Linked DNA regions of Zea mays: regions 2 and 3 are each linked to region 1. A link is a contact called in public Hi-C data. All regions are on one chromosome and are shown on one strand. Each heading gives the region's core, a stretch centred on a gene start, on an enhancer-like site or on the middle of the called end of the contact. The rest is flanking DNA. Distances are from core to core; before and after follow the strand shown.

Region 1 (3,527 bases), core at 16-2,515:
GAAGTTTTCTTTTTTTTCCCTGGAAGAAACCGAAGACTTTAACTACTTCTTGGGAGTTGGAATGTCTATCTTCTATACTGCATGATTCATTACCTAAGATTTGCGCGAAATGGTAGCTTTGTCGCTGTGATAATTCATTGTTTTAGGACTCTTTGGCAGTATTAGGGTTTCTTAGAGACAGTGAAGAGAATCCACCTCTTGATAACTTCAGCTTCTGGCAAAAAAAAAAACAGTTTTGACTCTGCCATTTTTATTTTGTTAGTTTCAGGAATTATCCTGCTACACAATGGTATATACTCTCTCTATTCTTTTTTATTTATTGCGTTTTAGTTAAAAAAATAAACTAGCCAACGATAAATATTATTGAACGGATGTAATACTTATTAGGTAGTGTTTTTTATTAAGCCTGTGAAAAAACATAAGAAAATTCTTGTCGGAAATTACATTGGCAATCTAAATTTTTAGTTACTCCGCACCTAAAAAGGGATTTTAACCATTTGTCCAAATATATCATACTTATTTGGGAGAAATATATCTATTTAAATACTAAGGGCTTGTTTGTAAGCAAGGATATTGAAGGGATTAAGAGGGTCAAAATTCTCTACTATTTAAATTTAAATATTAGAAAATTCTAGCCCCTCAATTCTCTTACTTCCATTCCAAACAAGCTTTAAAGAGTGTTTGGATTCGCTGCTGTAGCTTACCTAGCTTGTCCTAAGGCTATGCGCAACGCTGCCCCCTTGGTAGCCCCCTCCTCTTGCATGTGGCGCGTAGGGGCACTTTATGGCCGCAGCGGTGTCTCCTACGGCGCCCCTACGCGCCGATCCTCTTCTCTCTCCCCCAGATATAGCGTGTCACTGTTCATCCCCAAACACTGTGCTGTGGGTCCACAAGTAATTGTTAGTAGATAAAAAATTGATAGTTGGTATAGAAAATAATATTTTATAGTGGTAGTGGGATATAAGGGTAGTATTTAGGGGGAACTGTTGCGGGAGATAAAAAAAATAGGAGGGAAAAGTGATATAGGGGAAAAATTTAGAGGTAATAAGGGAAACAAAAATCTGAATCTGTTTTGTATATGTAGCCGAGGAGCTCCACCTTAGGAAATTTAAAAAATATACTATAATAAAAAATCCTGATTTTGTGTAAAGCCTAATTACGCGGGGTGGACTATTATAACGGTAAAACAAAGCAAGGCGATCCTAGTAGTACAAAACTCTGCTCGCTCGCTCGCTCGCCCTTTCTCTGTCCACACTTCTCTCATTCTCTGAGTTCTCTCTCCTCTCCCCACCTTCTCTCTCCTCTCCCCACGAACCGCGCCACCTTTTCTGACGCCGCATCATCGGCGACTTCATCGCCGTCGACAAGACGCATCAAGGCAGTGCCTGCTACTCCCGCCTCCGCATTCTTGCCCCACGGAGCGTGCTCCTGCTCTCGGCCGCCGTCCTGGTGCTGAACAGCTGACACAGCCGGAGAGATCCGCCCGGCCTCGGATCCGTTTCTTCTCCTGCTGGTGCCTTGGTGGTGAGTGAACCTAGCTTCCTTCTGCCGGTTGATTCGATCTAGGAGCTCCGTTTGTTCTTGGGGGCATTTACTTTGCCGTGGCCGTGGTCCGTGAGCAATCAAATCCAAATCTGTCTCCCTTTCGATTTGTTTGCTGCGGAGTGCGGAGTGCGGAGGGTGACGCGCTGCTAGCTCTTAATCTCTCTGCTTGTTTCTCCTTCAGATGCTGATGCGGACTCGGGACTCCTACGGAGAGCTGAGGTGACCTTGTTGAGTGTGCCCTTACCCAGCGCCGCCTGCCTCCGAGCCGAGATCTCCTCCGCGCACCCCGGCATTCTCTCTCTCTGTCTCTGGTGCCGACGACCGCGCGGCCGACCCCGCCCTACGCCAGGTGCTCAGGTCTCCATCTTCGGGACCTTCGCCGGCGACGAGCACCCGCCCAGGTAGCCCACCCCTTCTCTTCCGTTCCTGTCTTGCGAAACCGAGCTCCCGAACCCAAACTCTTTGTGTTCGGATCTGATCTCATGCGGTTACAAGTCCAGTATAGATGTATTTTGCCTACAAACTTCATTTTTTTTGGAAAAAAAATGTCTTTTGCTGGGTCCGACCGTGCCGCGGAAGCGCGGAGAGTGCTGCGCTGCTAGCTCTTAATCTCCACCGTACCTCTTCTAGCTTCTTCGTTTTCTGCCATATGCGCTAGGCAAGATCGATCTAGCCAAGCTGCCGATGCGGTTCGTTTTCCAGAAGTTTTGGGGGATTCAGTTCGAGTTCAATGCCCACAAGTGATGAGCAGCATATTCTTGTTCTTGCCTATTACCGATTGTTTTGCTTCCCTTTTTCTCGAGATGGGATTTCAGTTTTGCATGCATGCGATCTGAAAATTGTGAACATACTTTTTACTCAGGTCAACATCATGATGGCTACTTTGGGGAGGAAGAAGCGGCAAGCCGCAACAACCTTCATCGTGCTTTGCATCTTGTCATCCTTCTACATCTGCAAAGCGCAGTTCACGCCTGCGGACAGCTACCTTGTTGACTGTGGGTCCTCCAAGAGCACAATGGTTGGCCAGAGGACCTTCACAGCGGATGGCGCATCTCCGGTGAAGGTGTCCACCTCCCAGGATATACTTGCGGGCACCTCAGCAAACGGGGTGGCCTCTTTTGATAACTCGGCGCTGTACCAGACTGCCCGGATCTTCACCGGGCCATCATCCTACACTTTCCCTATCCAGAAGCAGGGCCGGCATTTCGTCCGGTTTTACTTCTTCCCCTTCACCTACCAGAGCTATGATCTTTCACTTGCCAAATTTACTGTGTCCACCCAAGATGTTCTCCTGCTTAGTGACTTCCAGCAACCAGACAAGACCGCACCCTTGTTCAAGGAATACTCACTGAATATCACCCGCGACACGCTCGTGATTTCCTTCAAGCCGTCAAATGGAATTGCATTTGTCAACGCAATTGAGGTGGTCTCTGTCCCAGATGATCTCATCACCGATGATGCACAAATGGTCAACCCTGTCCAGCAGTACAGTGGTTTGTCTACACAGCCACTGGAGACAGTATATCGGGTTAACATGGGTGGTCCGAAGGTCACTCCTGACAATGATACCCTCTCGAGGACCTGGGTGACTGATCTAAAGTACTTGTTGAACCCATCTGTGACCAAACAGGTTAATTATGGCAAGCGTGTCAACTATAAGAAGGGTGGAGGTGGAGCTACTCAGCTGTCAGCCCCTGATATTGTCTATGGCACAGCTACAGAGTTGGCAGCGACAAATACATCCAATGCTCTTTTCAACATGACATGGCAGTTTGATGTGGATGCTGGCTTCAGCTATTTGGTAAGGTTTCACTTCTGTGATATTGTCAGCAAGGCACTTAACCAGCTCTACTTCAATGCATATGTTGGAGGCTTTTATGCACAGAATAATCTTGATCTGTCAGCAATGTCTGATAGTCAGTTAGCTACACCTATATATATAGATGTGGTTCTTTCATCTAATGATGCATCCAGCAAACTTA
Region 2 (3,702 bases), core at 543-3,042, 160 kb before region 1:
TCAGTAATTTACATAGGACGCCGCATGTAGAAAATGCACTAACCAGAAGTTTCTTTATGTCCAAGTTTTGAAGCAGGCTATAAGCATCCTCACAATAGGTATGGGTCAGGGTTGTGCAAACTGAGCCAACCTATAGGACACCAAATCAAGCATGCTTGTGAAGTAAATGCTGATACCATATACATTATTAACCTATGGAGACACTTGAAAAGTACAACCACACATTATTACCTCAGCTTTTGATTTCAAAATATCTTGCCCCACCACAAGCAAGTTAACTCGCTGGTCCATTATTAGCCCATCCGTGTCAACCTAATTAAGATTCTCGAAATCAGAACCATATATATATTTTTTGTTGCAATGCAATATGTATGCAGCTTGATTGTTCCTTGCAAACTGGACAATAACACATCTTGCATGTCACTGCCCATACAAAACAAATGTGAAAATTTGAAAACTAGACGGAGGGAAACAAGCAAATATAGTTAGCTGCTGGTGCTAATGCACATCGCTCTTATTTAACTCTTTATGATATCTTATGCATAAGTTACTTTATATGTCCCCCCACTTGCGGCTTGGATTCATCTTCCCTTTCTATCGACATATAAGCGCATTATGCTAAAAGCACAGATGTGAAATTCCGAAACCTGTTGGTGTCATGATCACTAAGAAGGACAACCACATGATGCCAATCAAAAAAAATGAGGAAACCCACACTACACGATTGAAATGCATTGTTGTATGTACCCCATCCCTGTTGCCTCTGCCTCAAATAAATGTTCAAGACCTCTGGGACCAAGACAGTTGTTGAATCTATCCGAAACTAATTTCATACTGAACCCCAGCAATTACGGATGTGTTTGGTTTGAGGTCAAAGTAGGATAAGGCCGGAGCGACACCGTCCTCTTAATTTTTTTAAGATCATGACGCCACAAAAAATTGCTCTGGTGTTCAACTTATACCTTATCCCCGAGTGGCTCTTATCCAAACACTGTATAAAATATGACCGCCTCCTTTTATACCTCCTTGTATCCAACCAAACACATAGTACCATTCACGTCATGAAGAGGCACAGTAAGGTCACGTGATGCACCTCGTCGGCGAAGAGCAGCGCTGAGGCGTCGACCCCGACGTGATACAGGAGCCAAGCCGCCTGCCTGCACCTAGCCATCCTGCTCCGGCTCATGTTCACCACCGGCACCGTTGCCTGGCCATCACCCTTGCTGGGAAGCATCCACGCGTAGCATATTGCCGCCACAATCGAGCTCAGACCTTCCAAAGTTCCAAACAAAGATACAATAAATGACGACACAACTCAGATTCAGTTCAAAATTTCAAAAATGGTACCAGAAGCTCAGAAGAAACTTACTTTTGGAGGGGTCGGAGAGCACGAGCTTGGTGGACCTCGACGCAGGGCGGTCCCCTGCCGCTAGGTCAGCGACCATGGCACGCTGTCGACGGAGGAAGGAGTTGAGGCGGGCGACACCGTCACCGGATCCATCGGCCGCGAAAGCGGGGGCGGAGGAAGCGGAGGCGTGGCGGCGGTGGCGAGAATGCGTGGCGGAGATGGGCGAGGTGGAGGTGTATGTGGCGCGACCGAGTGGAGAATCGGGGGTAGGGGCGTCGCGGAAGCGAGACTTGCGCCGAGGGTTTGGGGGTAAGGAGGGGGACGGGGAGGGAGGCGCGGAGGAGGCGAAGGGATCGGAGCGTGGAGGGGACGAGGCGATGGACGCGCGCTGCAGTATCTCGTCGCCGATACCTCCTGGCTGCCAGTGCCTGCAAGCACACACGCGCGGAATATCAGTTTAGCGAGGACGATGACGCTGCAGTTCGCGGCGGGCGCCATGGGTGGAAAATTTTGCACAGAGTGAGGTGTGTGAGATTGCAATTGGGCCACAAAACAATTTGCTAATGCCTATAGGTTATTGGATGGGCTTTCCGGCTATTTGGATACATTAGGTGCCAGTTGATAGCTTATAGCTCATACTAGTATATACTTTGATCTAACTAACGAAATAATAGTTAGTTGATCAGTTAATAACATAGTTTGATCTAACTAGTGACATAGTTGTTAGTTATTTAGTTAATAACAATTAGTTAAATTATTTATGAGATATATTTAGATCTAAGAAGTCAATTATATTATCTCCATGAATAATGCAACGTCTTAATAAAGTGAATCCACTTCAAAGATCAGGGTCATTTAATATAATGATCGGGTATAAAAATCCTCACAAAAGCATAGCTAGACACCCCAGGGCAGTTCCATCACGGCAGTGTACAACCTATATATTATGTTCTCCAAGCATTAGATACACCTAAAAAACGCGTTCATACAACCCAATGTATGTAAGTCTTGTATTTTATTCAATACAACTCATCAAGATACAACTCATTTGTGTGGGTTATATGGGTAGAACCGTATGTGTATCTTAGAATTAGAGAATCGTACTAGAGACGTTCCTTCGTCAAGATACGTCTCTTGTGTATTTTGCATTTACCTCATTAAATACCCTTCAAGATTTAAGTTAAATATGTGGGTTGTATATGCCCTCGGTCTGAGCTATCAACTACCTAAAAATCTCTTGAGATTTGAGTGCTAAAATTCAAAACTATGGTCTCTTTGTCAGGGCTATGATTCACCTAAAAATAACTTAACTCTGTTTCTTTTGGCTCCGGATTCTCTGAAAGAGACCGAGACGTTTTACAGTTCATTTAGTAAAACAATATATCCCGTGTTTCTTTCGTATGGTGTAAAAGAAAAATATAGAAGAAACTAATAGAAATTGAGTTTTTTTTGCTTTGACTCACAACATTAAAACGGCTCTAGCCCTTAAAAAGCTTCTTAACCATTTGGCAAGGCTTCATAGGGCTTGTTTGGTTCAGCTTTTTTCTGACTAACTTTTCTGAGAATCTGGCTGTGGGGAGAATCTGACTGTGTAGAGAATCTGAGTATCATTAGGATTACGTGCGGAGGAAGATAAAGGTGTCCATAAGATTCAGGATGTAGAAAGTGACAGATTACTACAATTGCAACGACTCAACTGATTATGTGTTTATGTTGATTTTGAATGGTTTTAACCAAACGAATTTTATAGAAACTGACTGAAAAGCTGAGCGTTTAGCAGTCCGCATCAGCTTTTGATGGTCAGAAGCTTCAAAAAGCTGAAACAAATAGGGGCATAATAAGTCGGAGTTGCAGCCGTCCAAAGAGCAAGATGGGCCCTATGGTTAAGCAAAGGCGGCTGCGGCTATAGATGGCCAAATGGGACGTGCTTGACGGGCCGGCCCGAAGCATGACCCGTTTAATAGTGCCGGGTCGGACCCGACACGACAGTCGTGCCGTGCTTGGGCCGCTGTCTCGGCCCGCAGTGCCGGCCCGGCCCGGCACGATTATATTTTTTTTATTTTATAAAACATAGTATATATATATTTAGACTTTATATTTTCTATTTACGACAAATGCACTAGAGTTCTACTGGTTAGCCTTTTACATATAGTGCTTTCCTCTTAGAAGAGGGAGGTCCTGGTTCAAAACCCCACTGTGCACAGTTTTTTTGCAGTTTTTCTGATTAAATGGACAACGTGGGCAAATTAAACGGGCCGGCCCGGTACGGCTATCAGGCCGGCGTGCCGTGCCTGGGCCGCATCTGCGGCACGCGGGCCGACCGGGCACGGCCCGTTTAACTGTCGTGCCTAACG
Region 3 (3,361 bases), core at 331-2,830, 230 kb before region 1:
TTTGTTATTAATGTTAAACATTATCACTTATACACATTGTGAGATGTAAGAAATCATTATGCATACATCAAAATGAACACATTTGTACAATTAGTGGTCTCTTGACAAGGTAATTATTTCTTTTTGTCGTTAACTAGTACAAAAAACAGTCATATGCAAGTTTAACGGTCCCCGCGGAGAACAGGGACGAGGAATGCTTCCCCGTACTCATCCCCGTTTACCTGTCGAGGGATAAATTTTCTCTGTTTATATTTCCGCGGTGGAAGTTTCTTCCTTATCCCCATTCTCTAATGGAGAAATTCCCCGCGGGAATCCGAAATCGAGTCCCCGTTGCCATTCCCGTAGGTGATGATGGCGTAGAACCCCAGGACGACCTGCTGCTTGCATTTTGAGGCTTTCTCCAGCAACGTCCCCTAAAATTCATCCCCTAAAAGAATATTCTGTGTCCTTTACAGCACACTCTAAAAGATTTTGTCCTCTATATTTCCGTCATCTCCAGCAATGTTCCCTAAATTCAGTCCTCTATATCTACAGTGTGCCAGATTTAAAAATCCTTTCTAGCAAAAATGAATTAGGAACTAATTAAAAAATTACATTTTGTATCCTACATTACTACTCGTGTTTCTATAAGGAAAAGGTTATCCGACATTTTTTTAAAAAATACATTACATCGTTCATGTCTATAGACTATAGTGCTCAACATTTCCTTGAGTACCAGTCAAGCGTCCGCGATTTCTACGCCGAGGTAGTTGAGGAACACGAACACTAGGAGCTCGGCGTCGCCATTGGCGACAAGCATCATGAGGTCCACCTTGCCAACGTCGTCCCCAGCCGCCGACCTCCCATCATCCCTCGTCTACTCCCTCTCGACCACGCCGCATGCGTTGTACTACCCATGGCTCGGACGCGTAGCTTGGCGATGGTTAACATCTTCTGCTCCATGGGCAGGGGCAGGGACGGGGAAGGCGGCGAGGCCGTCGAGCTCAGCATCATCGAACGACTTCGACGACGACAACGAGCAAGCGCGGGAGAGAATGGAAGGAGTTGGCGTGCGTGATTGAACAGTGCATAGCGAGTGTCGTATGTCCGCCAGAAATAGAGGGAGAGAGAGAGTCGCTATAATATAGAGGATGATTTAGCGTTTGTTGCTGGACGCTTACATGACATATATGTACGCTATATTTAGGGTAGAGGATATTTTACCGGCTCTGTTGGAGACAGCCTGAGGCCTTGTTCGTTTGTATCGGATTGGTGGGTCGGAACGATTTCTAACCGGATTGTTTCTCTAATTTATATAAATTTTGATTAACTGGAACGATTCCGGGTGCAATCCGACAAAAACGAACAAGACCTGATTGGGCCGTATTTTACTTGTTGGGCTGGATCTAGACCGTGAGAACCAGGTCGTCAAGAGATGAAGACGTATGGAACACACTGGCCATTGGATTTTCAGCGGATGGCACTGATCGTGTGACTGCAGAGACGAGTCGATGAGTGCGACTGCAGACAATCTTGTTTCCTTCTCTCCCCTCCCCAAACCCCAGCGCGGCCTCCGCCACCGCGTTCCGGGACGAGTCACCGCTCCGTCGGCACGGCAGCTTGCTCCAGCCCACGCCACGCGCTACGTCGTCGCGGTCGATCCTCCCGTGAGGCAGCCGTGTCGCTAGGCACCGCCTATTTCTCGAACAAAGTCGCTCGCTACCATGGCGGCAGCATCCGCCGCCGAAGCTAACAGCGTGAGCAATGACGAATTCCTCGTACGGTACGCAAAGCTTCTAGATGCCTCTCGCCAGCTTTAGCGCCCAAAGCAAAATTTGACCTGGGCGTTTGTTGTTTGCAGCGACGACGTGCCGGGGCTGCTCGCCGCTCTCAAGGAGATGAAGGACGGACTGGACCTCGTCAGGGGCAAGGTCGAGGCCATCACCCGGAAGGTAATCCAGTCATGGTTCCCCCCTCCAAGCTTCCTTCGCCTCTCCCAGTTTCTTAAACCTCCAATTGGGTACGATGGTGGGATGAACCCTGGTTCGCTCTCCTCGCGTGTCGATAGGTCAAGGCGAACCAGTTGCCGGCGGGCAACGGGATCGGGTACCTAGAAGCGAAGAACCACATGCTTCTTGGCTACTGCCAGGACATCGTCTACTACCTGCTCCGCAAGACCAAGGGGCTCTCGGTGGATGGCCACCCCGTTGTACGGAGCCTTGTCGAGATTAGGCTGTTTCTGGAGAAGGTTTGCTTGTGCTTCTGATGCCGATTCTTCATTTCCCTACCCCGTTTGCTAGAGCTACTGCTGCTGCGGCGGCTGTTTGGTAGATTCGTCCGAATGACAAGGTCACCGCGCTTTCTGTTGAATTTGGCGTGGTAGATTCGTCCGATTGACAAGAAGGCAGAGTACCAAATCCAGAAGCTCACCAATGCCGCTGACAATGCAACTGCTCGAGAGAAGGCAGGAAATGCAGAGGTGAAGGGGAAGGACGGGCATTCGGATGAGGAAGACCTCCTGATGTATAGGCCAAACCCAGAGATGATGGACACAAAGCCTGGTCCTGATGGGCAGGTGATGCTTTTCACTTTCTTAATGATTCTATACACTTGTTACATTGCTAAAGAGATGCCAGATGCTTCCTTTTATATTAATTAATAACTTGTCTGCACTTGCAATATTGGAACAAATCAGTTGGTTTAGCACAAATATCAATAAGTGCAATGTCATTCACGTGAACAGATTTTCCCATCTTTCCTGCTACTGCAGCACGTCCTTTGTATTATAGTTGTCATTTCCAACAATCAATCAACATCCCTTCTCGTTTCAAGAATTTTAGTTGGCATCCGTATACTGCTGAATTTGATACGGACATTAATTCTTCATATCCCTTTTGGAATCCACTTTTAGCATTGTGTTTGAGTTGTGCATGTCCCATTTAAAATGTTGTTTTTGTATTCCTTTTAGAATTTTGCATATTCTGTACAAGTGCTAAATGCAAAAATTCTCATTAATACCTGTCATTCAAACTCACCATTTCCTGAAGTAGTGAGGTTTGTCTCCCAGTTCATGTGGCATATATCAATCTATACCTTCTGCTGTCCTGATGTATAATCACTTTATTTCAGGACACTGATGGTGTTTACCGTCCTCCAAAATTTATGCCTACTAGCATGGATGATGAAGAGAAACGTCATAAAAAAGATTCAAGGAGAGATAAAGCGATAGCCCGAGTGGCAACAGAAAATCCTTATATTAAAGAGATAATTGATGATGCTGCAGATAGACCTGAAGAGGTTTGCTTAACTTTTGCTCTGAAAATTTATTTAGCAGGCTATCTTGGATACAGAGTACAGTATGTGCTGTGTATTTTCATGTTAA

What was found. Hi-C and Micro-C count contacts between places; a contact is called where the count stands out from the background.
Region 2: a Hi-C map of tassel shows a contact between it and region 1, with 3 times the contacts expected there. The contact joins the promoter of LOC100191183 here to the promoter of LOC100193715 in region 1. A contact is called at or near these places in 10 of 25 Hi-C or Micro-C datasets (bundle sheath, ear, endosperm and 4 more) and 2 of 3 datasets of contacts at active chromatin or transcription factors (leaf and seedling).
Region 3: a contact with region 1 is called in a Hi-C map of ear, with 2.4 times the contacts expected there. The contact joins the promoter of LOC100216589 here to the promoter of LOC100193715 in region 1. A contact is called at or near these places in 3 of 25 Hi-C or Micro-C datasets (ear, leaf and tassel).

Annotation. Positions count from the first base shown.
Region 1 is chr9:110,110,132-110,113,658 of Zm-B73-REFERENCE-NAM-5.0, forward strand. It overlaps LOC100193715 (Putative receptor-like protein kinase family protein), which reads left to right and starts at 1,266. Exons shown (of 3, transcript NM_001358871.1): 1 at 1,266-1,524; 2 at 1,727-1,946; 3 at 2,408-3,527. The coding sequence starts at 2,417.
Region 2 is chr9:109,953,048-109,956,749 of Zm-B73-REFERENCE-NAM-5.0, forward strand. It overlaps LOC100191183, which reads right to left and starts at 1,793. Exons shown (of 8, transcript NR_158553.1): 1 at 1,370-1,793; 2 at 1,094-1,272; 3 at 232-312; 4 at 44-130.
Region 3 is chr9:109,884,587-109,887,947 of Zm-B73-REFERENCE-NAM-5.0, forward strand. It overlaps LOC100216589, which reads left to right and starts at 1,581. Exons shown (of 7, transcript NM_001143004.1): 1 at 1,581-1,762; 2 at 1,841-1,931; 3 at 2,048-2,227; 4 at 2,363-2,554; 5 at 3,109-3,276. The coding sequence starts at 1,704.